4 separate regions of the Sus scrofa genome follow, and all the other regions are linked to region 1. The links are chromatin contacts, called in public HiChIP or PLAC-seq maps. All regions are on one chromosome and are shown on one strand. The core of a region is the stretch at or near the end of the contact, and the rest is flanking DNA. Distances in the headings are between cores, read along the strand shown. Region 1 holds the start of DUSP1 (dual specificity phosphatase 1). Region 2 holds the start of ERGIC1 (endoplasmic reticulum-Golgi intermediate compartment protein 1). Region 3 has its middle 38 kb from the start of TRNAE-UUC. Region 4 has its middle 17 kb from the start of ERGIC1.

What was found. HiChIP or PLAC-seq counts read pairs in DNA pulled down with a chosen protein or histone mark.
Region 2: a contact with region 1 is called in an H3K27ac HiChIP or PLAC-seq map of alveolar macrophages. The contact joins the promoter of ERGIC1 here to the promoter of DUSP1 in region 1. A contact is called at or near these places in 3 of 5 promoter capture datasets (fetal liver and liver), 11 of 47 Hi-C or Micro-C datasets (alveolar macrophages, blood, brain and 3 more) and 2 of 2 datasets of contacts at active chromatin or transcription factors (alveolar macrophages and skeletal muscle).
Region 3: an H3K27ac HiChIP or PLAC-seq map of alveolar macrophages shows a contact between it and region 1. The contact joins the enhancer-like site here to the promoter of DUSP1 in region 1. A contact is called at or near these places in 1 of 5 promoter capture datasets (liver), 19 of 47 Hi-C or Micro-C datasets (alveolar macrophages, blood, brain and 12 more) and 2 of 2 datasets of contacts at active chromatin or transcription factors (alveolar macrophages and skeletal muscle).
Region 4: a contact with region 1 is called in an H3K27ac HiChIP or PLAC-seq map of alveolar macrophages, with 2.4 times the contacts expected there. The contact joins the enhancer-like site here to the promoter of DUSP1 in region 1. A contact is called at or near these places in 13 of 47 Hi-C or Micro-C datasets (adipocytes, alveolar macrophages, embryonic fibroblasts and 7 more) and 2 of 2 datasets of contacts at active chromatin or transcription factors (alveolar macrophages and skeletal muscle).

The regions. Positions count from the first base shown.
Region 1 is chr16:51,456,396-51,459,876 of Sscrofa11.1, forward strand. DUSP1 (dual specificity phosphatase 1) reads left to right here and starts at 1,867. Exons shown (of 5, transcript NM_001256075.1): 1 at 1,867-2,233; 2 at 2,510-2,655; 3 at 2,997-3,216. The coding sequence starts at 1,867. LOC102166710 (a long non-coding RNA gene) reads right to left here and starts at 1,487. Exons shown (of 5, transcript XR_001304774.2): 1 at 957-1,487.
Region 2 is chr16:51,401,971-51,405,451 of Sscrofa11.1, forward strand. It overlaps ERGIC1 (endoplasmic reticulum-Golgi intermediate compartment protein 1), which reads right to left and starts at 1,543. Exons shown (of 10, transcript XM_003134052.6): 1 at 1,393-1,543. The coding sequence starts at 1,412.
Region 3 is chr16:51,512,467-51,515,947 of Sscrofa11.1, forward strand. No RefSeq gene overlaps it. Among named protein-coding and RNA genes, the nearest start is that of TRNAE-UUC, 38 kb to the left of the region's middle. Within about 2 kb of position 1,660, at least 9 of the 83 cell types and tissues checked have an H3K27ac peak or open chromatin away from gene starts, as enhancers often do. A contact at or near this core is called in alveolar macrophages, omental adipose tissue, retroperitoneal adipose tissue and 1 more, where this site is marked.
Region 4 is chr16:51,418,670-51,422,150 of Sscrofa11.1, forward strand. No RefSeq gene overlaps it. Among named protein-coding and RNA genes, the nearest start is that of ERGIC1, 17 kb to the left of the region's middle. Within about 2 kb of position 1,727, at least 15 of the 83 cell types and tissues checked have an H3K27ac peak or open chromatin away from gene starts, as enhancers often do. A contact at or near this core is called in alveolar macrophages and retroperitoneal adipose tissue, where this site is marked.

The DNA of each region.
Region 1 (3,481 bases), core at 617-3,116:
CCTTATCTGAGGACCTTTTTGCTGTCCTCAGCCAATGTTCATTTGAAGGTAGAAAACGCCCTTTAAAAAAAAAAAAAAAAAAGCCCTTACTTTTCTAAAATGTAGACAGAAAGCTTGAGCCTGTGAGAACACAAGCTAAGCGAGACAAATGCAGAAGTTTCCCCCGGTGATACAATCCGCGATCAACGACATAGGGTGGCCGTGAAATCCCCGCCCCCACCTCCCCGGGAGGAGGGGTAGGAAACCACAGAATGTTCCTGACCAGGCAATCCAGCCCGGTGGCGCAATGTTTATGTTTGTGTACCTAGCACATCGGTGCCGCCCGAAGGAGGCTCTGCCGCCTGAGGTGGGGGGTGGGGGTTGTCACTCGGTAGCCCAGGACGAGGGTAACCGCATGCGGGTCTCCCCAAATGCGCGTCCAGGTCCTGGTAATCCTCTTAGAGCACCCAGGATGGGGATTTCGAGTTAAGCCCATATTAGTGGCGAGAACCAGGGCGTGGGGGCTGGGCCCGGCTCCTGTTCCTGACTCCTGTTCCCAGCTGGAGGCTCCCAGCCCAGGGCAGAGTTAGGTGCTCAATCAGTGCACATTTGGGGAATAAAGAGATGGAGTGGCTACAACTGTCTTTAAGTAAACGTGACCCAAAACATGTCTGGCGGCCTCGGGAGGGCGCTGTCGAGCCGCGCTGGGGGGGGGGTCCGCCTCCCTTAACACGGAACCCCGCAGTCCTCGACCTGACTTTACGACCCCCCCGACCAGGATTTCAGCCCTCTGAAATCTTCTAACCTTTCTTAGTTCACAATGGTCTGGGCAAGCACATGACTGAGAAAGACCTTTTTCCTCTTGGGTTTGACTGGAAGGCATTTTACTTGTTAAATGTACATTTTATTTTTAAGTAACAGGAGAGTAGTCTGGGGAGTAGGAAAATATTTCCCTGAACACCTCCACCCCAACTCACCCCGGTTGTTCTTGGCTGGACAAACTCGTTAATTTTCCTCCAACCTTCATTTCAGGCTCCTCTCTGTCCCTCGACCCCCAGCAGCGTGATGCTGGGCAAGTAAATAGCCTCTCCTTGAGAACCTGTTTCCTCGCCTGTTGGGGATGAGGAAATGAGAGAAAGGGGCCCACATCTCTGCAAAAACGCAGGAAACCCCTTTCCGTTCTGCTCTGCGGCGGAGGGGGCGCGGGGAAGGGGCACAGGGCGGGGGGAAGGGAGGCGGAGGCCGGTGGCATGCGGCCTGATCTCCCAGCCGCTCTCAACACCGAGGTCAGCCTTCAGCTGCTCGCGCGCCCTTCCTCTCTCCTCCCTGCCGGTCCCGGAGAGTAGCTCGGGCCAGCTCCCCGGGGACGCGCCAGGCGCAGGCCGGACGGCCCGGCGGGGGATGGGACCCGAGCCAGAGCGCAGCCAGCGGACCCCACTCAGAGGCCGATGACGTCTTCCCCTTTGGCTCGGCCGGCGCCAAGCCCGGCAGGGCGGGTGACGTCACCACACCGGTCACGTGACCGTCATTCAAACAAACAACCCCCTCCCCTTGCGCGCGCGCGCGCGCGCGCGCCTCCGCGCGCCCCTCCCCGCCCCGCCCGCCGAGAGGCCACATATAAGCGCGCTTCCCGCGGGTCTGACTCGCCGTGAAGGACGTTGGGGTTGTAGGTTCTACGCGGGTTGGAGGGGCAGGCAGGGGAGCAGTAAGGAACCCGAGGCGGTCGAGAGACCCGCACGAAGACCCTTCGCTCAGCCCAGAGGCAGTTTGGAGTTTGGCTTAAAGAAAACGAGGGTCAGGCTTTTCCTCGAAAGCCGTCGCCCTCCCCTTGGCTTCCGAGGACAAAGAGCACAAGAAGACTTCACGCTGGGGGCGCTGGGGCCGGCCATGGTCATGGAAGTGGGATCCCTGGACGCCGGAGGCCTGAGGACGCTGCTGCGGGAGCGCGCGGCGCAGTGTCTGCTGTTGGACTGTCGCTCCTTCTTCGCTTTCAACGCCGGCCACATCGCCGGCTCCGTCAACGTGCGCTTCAGTACCATCGTGCGGCGCCGGGCCAAGGGCGCCATGGGCCTGGAGCACATCGTGCCCAACGCGGAGCTGCGCGGCCGCCTGCTGGCCGGCGCCTACCACGCCGTGGTGCTGCTGGACGAGCGCAGCGCTGCCTTGGAGTGCGCCAAACGCGACGGCACCCTGGCTCTGGCCGCCGGAGCGCTCTGCCGCGAGGCGCGCGGCGCGCAAATCTTCTTGCTCAAAGGTACGCCCTCGGGGACGCTCAGGGGCGGGCCGCACGCCCCCTGTCGCCTAGCCCGGGGACCCCCGGCTCTCAGCATCTAGGGGACTGCCCCACCTGGAGCGCCTGGGCGCTCGATCCGCATTCTGGGGACTTGTTGGCTTTGTTTGGTCTGTGAACAAAGACTCGCCTGGGCCTCTCCGGGGTAAACTTCCAGTCCCGTTGGATAGCGGAGTTGTTTGAAGGGTGCCCTGTGTCGGCGGTACTAATGGGAAAAAAAATGTCTCTTTGTATTCCCAGGAGGATATGAAGCTTTTTCTGTTTCCTGCCCGGAGCTCTGCAGCAAACAGTCGACCCCCATGGGGCTCAGCCTTCCCCTGAGTACTAGCGTCCCTGACAGCACCGAATCAGGGTGCAGTTCTTGCAGCACTCCACTCTACGATCAGGTTAGTAGGGGGCCTTACCAGAGGGGAGAAGGAACAGCTGGTAAATGTAGGAGAATATAGAAAGTGACATGCAGCTTTATTTATAACGGGGGACACGGGGATATTTATCCCGTGGTTAAGTGGTATGATGGAGCTGAGTCTCTAATTGTTGGCACTACAGAAGTGAACTTTGTTGGCCCTGCCCAAGCAACTGGGCTTAGTCCCCTATTTTCTATACCAGCAAGATGCTGCGAAGGTCACCCAGTATTGAAACTGACTTGTTCAGGGAGTTTTTGTGGGTGTGGGCATGAGCATTGCCATTGAACAAGGCTTGACAAGTGTTGGATGTTTCTGGATTTCAGGGTGGCCCAGTGGAGATCCTACCCTTTCTCTACCTGGGGAGTGCCTACCATGCTTCTCGCAAGGACATGCTGGATGCCTTGGGTATCACTGCCTTGATCAACGTCTCGGCCAACTGTCCCAACCATTTTGAGGGTCACTACCAGTACAAGAGCATCCCCGTTGAGGACAACCACAAGGCGGACATCAGCTCCTGGTTCAATGAGGCAATCGATTTCATCGGTAAATAAGTGGAACAAGATGCCTGGGACCTGTGCCTCCCTGTTTTAGTTTGAGCCACCGAGCCTAAACTCTACAGCAAGAACTTGAGGGACATTCTTTTAAGCTGTAGACATTACTCTCAGTCAGGTGTGGGTGGCATCCCTATGAAGCATAGATTTGATGTCCCACTTTACAGGTTAGCAAACCGAATCTCAGAATGTTGACTTAATTTGTCCCACATGGGTCTGCTCACATGCCCTGGTCTGGGTTTACATGCCCTGTTCCT
Region 2 (3,481 bases), core at 293-2,792, 55 kb before region 1:
GCCAGCATTTAGCTGGGGTGCCAGCCCCAGGGCTGGGAGCAAGGGGCCAGCTGTTTATGACATGGCACTGGTGCCCAGGGCAGGCCGAGGGCCACATCAGCCAGGGCAAGAGGTCCAAGGCCAATGTTCTCTCCAGGCTTGAACCTCAAAACGCCCACGTGCCATGGCGGTCACCGCCAGGCTCTTCTTCTGGGGAGGCTGTCACTTGACCCCAACTTCCTTCACACCTGTAGGGTGGGAAGGAGCAGGCAGGCACCAGAATCCTTATTTTGTGGATGAGAAAGTGGCTTCATGGGGAGGCTGCCTGTCCACCAACGTCCCATTTCAGAGCTCTGAGTTAAGCCCGTTGCATGCACTCAGCCCTCACAGGTGGGGACTTTATTTTTAGCCCCAATCTTCAGGTGGTGACAGATACTGAGAAGGCACAGACATCTGCCCAAGTCATCCAGCTGAGCAACTAAGGGGAGACCTGAACCCAGAGCCTCTGCCCCTAACTTCTAGAAGATGCCAAGCTGCTCAATGGAGGAGGAAGAGACAGGATTCTAATCCAGCTTCTCCCCACTACAGCCCTGATATTTTCCTGGCTATACCCCCGCCCGCCAGCAGTGTGGGTGCCTCAGGCCAGGACATCTCCTGGCGCTTCGACACCCCAAGGTAAAGTCTGCTGAAGACCCCTTGTCAGCAGGCCTCCAGAAGGCCTGGCCCAGCACAACGTGGACCATGAGGCGGCTGCACCCACAAAGGGCCCATTGTGGTGATTGCAGAAAGCCAGGGCCAGACCCCGCTGGGCCCTCTGCAGAGCCTTGAGCAGAGCCTGCGGCCTCCTGCCCTTCCCCATGCAGCCCCCAGACCCAGAGCGCAGGACCAGGGGGGCTGGAGGACAGGCCTCCTGCGTGGGAGAGCCTGAGCTTAAGGAAACCTGAAACGCTCCAGCTGTTGCCTGGCGGGTGGGACTGCAGACCCCTGCGGATCCCCGGGGGCTCATCCGGGGTACCCTGCACGCACCTGTCAGCTAGGGTGGGGTCCACGCAATGAGGCTCTGTGGAGGGGAGGAAGGGGGTGGCTGGCTTGCTCCTAACCTAGGGGAAGCAGGAAATCCGTTTCCCAGCCTGGGGAGGACCGGGATGCGAGTTTGCGAGGTGCCGGGGCAGCCTGGGGAGGGGACTCCCCGGAGGGAAACGGTGGAGCGAAACAAGAGGTGGGTGGCCTCGCCTCCCGCTGCACGAGGGGGCCCTTTGTGTGCGGCTGGGGGCCGCCCGGGGTCCCCGAGGCCTTCGGAGGCATGCACCGGGCGAGGGAGGCCGCTTTGGCATCCCAGGCGGGAGGGATGCACCCCCCCCCGCCCCGTGCCCGCGGAGGGGACTCCCCGGTGGCCGGGGTCGCCACACTCACCTCCTGAAGTCAAAGGGCATCGTGCCGCCGCCGCCGCCGCTGCCGCCGGGGGTGGGAGCGCTGCAGGCCAGGTGGGCCGCGGCGCCGCGTGGGTCCCAGCCCGCTGCCAACGCCTCCTCCGGCCGCCCCGCCCCCGCCGGCCGCCCCCCGCCCCCGACACTCGCCGCTCGCCTCCCGCCGCCGGGAAGTGACGCTCTGCGCAGCTCATTGGGCGCCGCCACCGCCCCCGGCCGCCCCTTCCGCCTCCCGGTTAAAGGGGCCCGGGGGGCCCGAGGGCCTGGGGGGCGGGGAGGGGGAGGGGCGGGCCTTGGCGGGAGCGCGGTGGGGGTCGAGGCTCTCCGAGGCGGAAGAAGCACCCAAGGACTCGCACGGTCATTCCTTCGAAGCACCCCCGTCTGTTTTCCATCACTTTCTGTGTGGCCTTGAGCAAATCCCACTGCCTCTGTGAGCCTCCGTTACCTTGCACATATAAAACAGTTTCCCTGCGTGGTGACAATTACATGGAATGGTCCAGATCTGGGCTATGCACAACGTTTGACTCTGAGGAAGGGCCGGGTACTGTGAAAGAAAAGAGGAGGTCAGGAGGGCCTAGATTTGTAAAGTGGTCCCTGCTGTGCCTCTCTAGGAAAGACACTTGGCTTCTCTGAGCCCACACCCCTTTCCAGGTCTGCACACACATGAGGATGACACTTACTGGAGGAGCTTTTTGGGGGGATCAAATGAGAAAGTTGGGTGACGGATTAGTGTGATGCTTGGCACCTAGCAAATGTTTCATCACCTGCAGCTATTGTGGTTGGCCTGCTAACTCCGGTCTCTACTTGCATCTTCCGTTTGTGGTTCCTACCAACGGTATTCACTGAGCCAGGCTCCCAACCCGGTCTATTGCAGGCGGGGGCACCTCTATGAGCCTGTTTCCTTCTGCAAAATTCACAGGTAATCAGCATCTCCTTCGGAGTTCCCCAGTTGTGGAGCAGCGGGTTATGAACCTGACTAGTATCCTTGAGGATGTGGGTTCTATCCCTGGCATTAACTCAGTGAGTTAAGGTTCCAGCGTTGCCGCGAGCTGTGGTGTAGGTGGCAGATGCTGTTCGGATCTGGCTGTTGGCTTGGCTGTGGTGTAAGCAGGCAGCTGCTGCTCTGATAGGACCCCTAGCCTGGGAACTTCCATATGCCACCGGTGTGGCCCTAAAAAAAAAAAAAAAAAAAAAAAAAAAAAAAAAAAAAGACCAAAAAAATCAATCAATCAGCATCTTCTTCCAGGACTGGTGGGTTAGAGGAGAAGGTAGTTATAACATAAGACCAGTGTGGGGGAAACTCATTCTGAACTTCCTGTTCTATAGCTGACACCACCCCTAAGGTTATGCTTAATACAGAGCTTGAAAAATCCTGGGGGAGGAAGGTGGGGGCTCATGTTCACAAAGCGGGGCCAGCAGGGGGTTTCTTCATCTATAAATAGAGGGAAATGCTGGTACCTATTTCTGTGGGAGGCTTCAGAATGCACAGTGCCAGCTTGGGTCTGGTGGAGAGTGGGGGCGGTGAACCAAACTCTTCCCCTGGATCATAAACCCAGTTGCCTCTCCTTCCCTTTGACCTCCAGCTTTCCCTTTTCATTCATTCATTCGTTCATTCATTCAAGGCAGGAGCTAGATGGGTCCCAGGCTGAGCAACTGGAATCTGTCCCCTGTGGTCGGAGACTTCAAGATAGACGATTATGACAGGAGCAAGGAGGAGGTGCATCCTGCTTGCAAAAAAAGATAAAGAGACCACGTATTTCTCATTCTTGAGGTCAAGGAGACCTTCCAGACTACACATGTGCAGAAAAGGTCCTCAGGGGTCAGAGAAGGGAGGAGGCACCAGCCCATAGTACATCCTGTCAACTTCCCAGAAACCCCTGCACTAGAATCCATCTTGGCTAAAAGAGCATGCGCACACAGGGGAGGGCCCTGGGTTAGGCCAGATAGGGACTCAAGGCCAGACAAAGCAAGGTGATTGGCCAGAGGAAGCCCAAAAGGACCGCCCCCATACCAGTGATTTAAAAGACCCCCAAAGCACATGGTGCTCTCTTTCTGTCCACCTACCCCCCGCCCCC
Region 3 (3,481 bases), core at 410-2,909, 56 kb after region 1:
CTACAGTTGCCGGCCACAGCCACAGCCACAGCCACAGCCACAGCAATGTGGGATCTGAGCCGTGTCTGCGACCTACACCACAGCTCACAGCGATGCCAGATCTTTAACCCACTGAGCAAGGTCAGGGATCGAACCCGAAACCTCATGGTTCCCAACTGGATTCGTTTCCACTGCGCCACGATGGGAACTCCCCATAAGGAACTCTTAAAACTCAAACTAGTCACCTGATTTTAAAATGGGCTAAGGAGTTGAATACACATTTCTCCAAAGAAGACACACAATGGCCAACGGGTATATTGAAAGGGGTTCAGTGTCACTAATCATCAAAATCTCACACCTGTCAGGGTGTTTTTTTGTTTGTTTTGTTGTTGTTTTTTGTTTTTTTGTTTGTTTAAATCACCAACCAAAGAAAACAAGTGTTGGTGAGGATGTGGAGAAACCAGAACCCTTGAGCACTGTTGGTGGGAAGGCAAAATGGTGCAGCCGCTGTGGACAACAGTATGGAGGGTCCTCAAGAAATTAAAAATATAACTACCGTATGATCCTGCAGTCCCACATCGGGATATGCATGCAAAAGAACTGAACCCCAGCTTTCTTTGAAAGTAGTCAGTTCTCTCCTTCCCGACCTGTTCCCTGGCAAGAAGTTACTGCCCTTCTCCCCTATTCCCACTGCCCCTGGGCTCAGGTACCTTGCTGGGGGTGTTCAGGGAGCATCTGCTGGTGGGATTAACAGCCCTGGGCGCTCTGGGGGGGCGGGGGGGGGGGGCTGCATGTCTCACCAGAGCTGTGAAGGGTTCATTCAACTAGGGGCCTCTGCCGCCACCTACCGGGCATCTGAGGAAAGGGCTTTACAGTCACCCATGGAGCTCTTTCTGTTGTCTGGACATCTGTAAATTTATATATTTATAAATGTTTGCATATTTATGAATGCCACCATATGCAGCAATAAAAGCAGCTATGACTTAATCAAATGATTACTATATGTCAGCTATTGTACCAGGTACTTTCAAAACACCATATCTTGATCTCCAACAACTTTAAAATGTGGCTGGTGTTATCTTGTTGTATGTATGTATGTATGTATGTATATATGTATTGCATTTTTAGGGCCCAGGCTGGGGGTCAAATCGGAGCTGCAGCTGCCAGCCTACGCCACAGCCACAGCAACGCCAGATCTGAGCCACATCTGGGACCTACACTACAGCTCATGGCAACCCATTGAGCTAGGTCAGGGATCGAACCTGCATCTTCATGGATACTAGTCAGTCTTGTTACCGCTGAGCCACAATGAGAATTTCCTTGATGTATTTATTCAAAGAGAAAGCGAAAGAGACTCCGAAAGAAAAAGTGGTCAAGTTCCCACTGCTACAGATGGCCAAGTTCGGATTCTTACCCAGGTTTCTCTGGCCCCAGAATGGGGCTGAGCAGTGTCCTGGAGAAAGGCAGAGAGGCAATGAGAGGGTGGGTAGGAAAGGAGGAAGAAGGGAGCAGAGGGCTGTAGAAGGCTCTGGAAACTACTCTTGGTGCCCTTCCCAGGAAAACTCACTCATGTTTCCTCCCTCTTGGAGGCACCCATGCTGTCCCAAGGCCTGGCTCTGAGCCCTCCTCAGGACTTCTTCCCCACGACCCTGGGCATGCACCCCCTCACCCAGTACCACACAGGGGTGGAGAGCCTGGGCCACCATCCTCCCAGACGTGTGGGGCAGGGGTGAGGCTGACTCCAGGCCCTAAGCCTGGTGCCCGGGGGACCAAAGTCAATCACCCTTGGACAAGGGTAGGCACCCAGGTTTTGAGGGTCTGAGAGTCAATCTCCTCGAAGTCTGGGGGCCTGGTAGTTTCCCCACATGCTCTGATGGTCAAGGGCCCTGTCTGCTACCGGATGTGCCCTCCTCTCAATGGAGGGCACGTTGCTGATGTCAGGGAGACCAGCGCTCTTTTTCTGGCGCTGCCACTTTCTAGCTCAGTGATCTTGGGCAACTCCCTTCACCTCTCTGAGCCTCACTTTACCCTTCTGTAAAGTGGGCCTAATCCCAGTCCCTACCTGTTAGGGCTCAATTGGAATCAAGTGAAAACACCTGTGTCGAGCCCTGCGGACACGGTAATAAATGATATTATGAAGGACCTCACAGCCAGACAGCAGCCGTGCCTCAGAGCCTCTGCAAGGCTGAGAGGTGCCGTGAGATGCCCCTGAAGAATCGGGGAAACTGAGTCACTGGGCCAGGAAGTGCCTGGGTCCAGAGTTCAGCCTGAGTCACAGACCTAATGCTGGCAAACCTCCTGCAGCCACCTCCAGAAAGGCTTCGGGCCACTGTCTGTTGGCCTCCTTCGCTCCCTGCCCCATCATCCAGGCCAGGCCAGGTCCCATCTATGTATCTGCCGAGGGAAGGATGCTCTGAGATGCACATTTCTCCCCCCTTACGGCTGGGGGAACCGAAGCTGCAAAGAGGGAGCTGGTGGCTGACCCAGGGCCGCAAAGCTATGTTGGGGGTAGGACCCCGACTCCCCCTCGGGGGCGCCCGTCAGCAAAGTTCCCAGTGGCTGGGCCCGCTCAGGGCTGGCTCACGCCCCCAGCCCAGGCCAGGATCAAAGGCGACGCTGCAGGAAGCCCTTCCCATCTGACTTCCCCAGAACTAGGACACGCTTTGACGTCAACACGTCCACATTCCTGCCCTCCAGCCCCAGGGCGGGGGCACCGATTTCCTCCCACCAGCGTTGGCATCACAAACAGGAAGCTGGGTCATGCGGGCAGGGCCGGGCTGGGCACCGGCAGGAGGGGGCGGGAGCCCAATCCCGGCCTCAGTTCCCAGCTGACACCCAAGGGGAGCTGTTTGATGTGTCCCCAGTCACATTGTTCCTAAGGCGCTTACAAAGAGGCTTCGGTGACTTTGTCCTTTTTGGTCCGCACGCACTCTCGTTCTCATTCGTTACGACTCTCTTACTGATGAACAATAATGGCTACCATGGCTTTTCTCTCTTAATTCCCATAGTCCTCTTATTTTCACCGAACAGATGGGGAAACCAAGGCACTGGCAGGTTAAGTCCAAAAAGTCCAGGAGTTCCTTGATGGCTCAGTGGGTTAAGGATCCAGTGGTGTCACTGCTGTGGCTCCGGTCACTGCTGTGGTGCAGGCTCGATCCCTGGCCACAGGTGTGGTTGCCCCCAAAAAGTGTGCAGCAGTGGGGAGCAGGCAGGGCAGGGATTTGGACCCCCAGAGTGTCTGGCCCAGAGCTGGTGCAGCCTCCTTCCCATCTCAGCCTCCTCCAGCGCTGTGTTAGCAAGAGCAAATCTGATGGCGTCTCCCCTGGGCTTATCCCTTCCGTGGCTCCCCTTAACCCCAGGGACAAAAATCCGTGCTCTGAGGATGGCACTCTATGCCCTTGTCCTGCTGCCCCCACCTCCCCGGTATGTCTGCTTTCAACATATAGAGTCGCTTCTGATCCCTGAAATGCCTCTCGTTTCTCATTATAACCGTTTTCCATAC
Region 4 (3,481 bases), core at 477-2,976, 38 kb before region 1:
CTAGCCTGGGATCCTTCATATGCCATAGTGCAGCTCCCCCCCCCATTTAAAGAATTATAGAGTGAATACCCAAGTATCCATCATCTAGTTTAAGAAATAGAATGTAAAATTGACAGAACACTATAAATAAGCAATAATGGAAAAAATAAAAATCATTAAAAAAAAGAAATAGAACCTTAGGAGGCCCCAGTGCCCTCCCTCCCAAGCCACTTAGAAAGCAGCCACCATCTTGAATTTTGCTTGAGTCACTTCTCTGCTTTTCTTTAGTTTTAGTGTGTGTGTGTGTGTGTGTGTGTGTATAGTGTGTACATTGTATTGTGTATACATTGTAGTGTTTTGACCTTCATAAAATTGGAGGGTATGATTTTGCAACTTGTTTCTTTCATGTATTATCTTTAGGAAATTCCTCCATGTTGATGTGTGCAAGTGTGGAGTATTCATTTTCACAGCTTCGTGGTAGCACATTGTATGTGTGTGTGCGTGTGTGTGCGTGTGTGCGTGTGTGTGTGTGTGTGTGTGTGTGTGTGTGTGTGTGTGCGCGCGCATACACCATCTTAGGGCTGCACCCATGGCATATGGAGGTTCCCAGGCTAGGGGTTGAATTGGAGCTGTAGCTGATCTCGCACTGAGTGAGGCCAGGGATTGAACCTGTGTCCTCATGGTTGCTAGTCAGATTCATTTCCGCTGAGCCACAACGGAAACTCTTGTGTGCATAATTTATCCATTCTCCTGCTGCTAGACATGTGGATAGTTTCTAGGATTTTTTTTCCAACTTCAAAACATTTATTAAATGAAATGATTAAAGATATCTATATCTATATATACCCAGTTGCATATACACATATACATACATTTTTTTTTTCTTTTCCAGCTGTGCCTCTAGCATATGAACGTTCCCAGCCTAGGGATTGAATCTGAGCTGCAGCTTTGACCTATTGGGTCCTTAACCACTGCACCACAATGGGAACTCCTAAAGATATATTTTTATTGTGATAATATATATCTAAACACAAAATTTACCATTTAAACCATGTTTGTGTGTGTGTGTGTGTCTTTTGTCATTTTAGGGCCATACCCATGACATATGGACATTTTAGGGCCATACCCATGACATATGGAGGTTCCCAGGCTAGGGGTCCAATCAGAGTGTAGCTGCCAGCCCACACCACAGCCACAGCAACACGGGATATGTGCTGCGTCTGCGACCTACACTACAGCTCACGGCAACACCAGATCCTTAACCCACTGAGCAAGGCCAAGGATTGAACCTGCATCCTCATGGATACTAGTTGGGTTCATTAACCACTGAGCCAGGACAAGAACTCTCCCCATTTAAGCCATTTTTAAGTGTACATTTCAGTGACATTAAGGGCATACACACCTGGTTCTACAACCCTGGCACCATCACCCTAAAGAACTGTCTCAACTTCCCAGACTAAAACTCTGGAGCAGTTAAACAATGACGCCTCCTTCTCTCCTCCCCACAACCCTTGACAACCCCCATTTTACTTCTGGTCTCTATTAGTTTGACTCTTCTAAGTACCTTCTTTAAGTAGAATCATAAAGTGTCTTTTTGAGGCCAGCCCATTTCACTTGGCATAATATCCTCAAACGGAGGTGAAAGAGAAAGTGGGCCCTTTTGCTTCTCAGGCTGAGTCCCAGGGTGGGGATGAGCTAAGCTTGGGGTCAGGACGTGGTGAGGTGGCTCCTGGGAGGGTCAGGGCGGGGAGGGTGAGTGAGGTAAGGGCTGAGCCTGACGTCAGGGCTGATGGAGGAAGTGATTAGGACCAGGAAATAGGCTTGCTGAAACCACCCCAGCAGGATCAGCCGAATATTCCTGGCATCGACTGCCATTTAAAACATAGTAATAATTACATTTTTAAAAATGTGCCACTCGATCCTTCCAATAACCCTGGAAAGGGGTTATTCTGATTCCCTGTTAACAGAGAAGGAAATTGGAGCTCAGCTCCAGGACCCTCAGTGAAGAAGTGACAAAACCCCAAATGCACGACGGCTCTTCCTGGTGTCCCAGCCCTCCCCCTGCCCTGTGTCCTCTTGTAGAGACCCCGAATGTTCCGTGAAGGGTAAAATGTTCCAACAATACAGAAAATCTTCAGATGAAGATGCTGGTAATCCTTCCATTGGGTAGGTGGTACTAATACTTCCAGCCATGTCTGGACAGCCAGGGTCCGTGCAGCCCCCGCCTTAAATGTTCAAGTTCACTTCCAGAGACTGCACGGGCCTGTGTCCGGGGTCCTGCCTGATAAGGGCAGACCTAGAGCCGAGGGATGACCAGGGGTCTGCTTTGGAGCGTGGGGAGTAAGTAGAGCAAATGTGAGCTGGGCTGTCCTCTCATAGCTGCCCAGAGGCTGGATCTGGGACAGGAATCGAAAGTGCAACTAACAGTATTAATGGCCTGAACCTAGCCAGAACCCAGACTGGGACTCGGACCCGCATCTTAAATTAGCACTCACCGGATGTCTGGACTCACTGAGGTTCAGGTTCTTCATGCCTCCGCGCAGAAGGAATTCAGTGAGAGACAAAGTGATGGGCAAGAAATAGATTGATTAGGACAGGACACTTGTGAGAGATGCAAGCGGGCAGGCATGGAAGCTCTGCCCCGAGGGTTCTGTTGGACTACAGTTTTATCCTCCAAGGCGGGTGGGGGTTGGGAAAGCCCACCTCTTCCTTTCTGGGAGTAGCAGCTCCTCCTTAGTATCCAGGAAGGAGCGTATTCAAAGCAGCAGAAGGACGGTCTTCAAATTCTTGCCCTGGGTCTGAATCTGAATGCAGGCCTCATCCCTCTTCTCACCCAATGACCTGAGGCACATTTTCTGCCTCCACTATTCCAATGAGCCTGCCTGGTGCTGATGGCTTTCTTGAGCAGTTATTAGCTTACAGTGACCTCCCAATGTCCCCTAAGCTTCCTTCTTTAACTTCGGTCCTTTACTGGGACTTTTATAACTACCTATGCCTGCTCCATCCCTATCAAAGGGAGGGGACACACCAAAGAGCAAAAGGGAGCTTCCTGGGAATTCCCATTGTGGCTGAGTGGAAACGAATCTGACCAGTATCCATGAAGACGTGGGTTCAATGCCTGGCCTTGCTCAGTGGGTCAAGGATCTGGTGTTGCCGTGAGCTGTGGTGTAGGTCTCAGACGCAGCTCACATCCCGCGTTGCCGTGGCTGTGGTGTAGCCTGGCAGCTGCAGCTCAGATTCAACCCCTAGCCTAGCAACCTTCATATACTGCGGGTGTGGCCCTAAATAGACCAAAAAAGGAGGTGGGGGGGGCTTCCTTTTGCTCTTTCTTGGGGTCCTGCTATGTTAGGGGTGGGCCTGGCTAGCAGTAAAATTATGTTTTTAAATGTAAAAATCAATGTACCTCCTAAAAAGACATTAAATTTTTTGAAAGAGTGGGAAATGACAGGCCAAGCCTCCGGGTCCCTCTGCAGAAGTAAGCACTGTTAACAGTGTCTTGAGT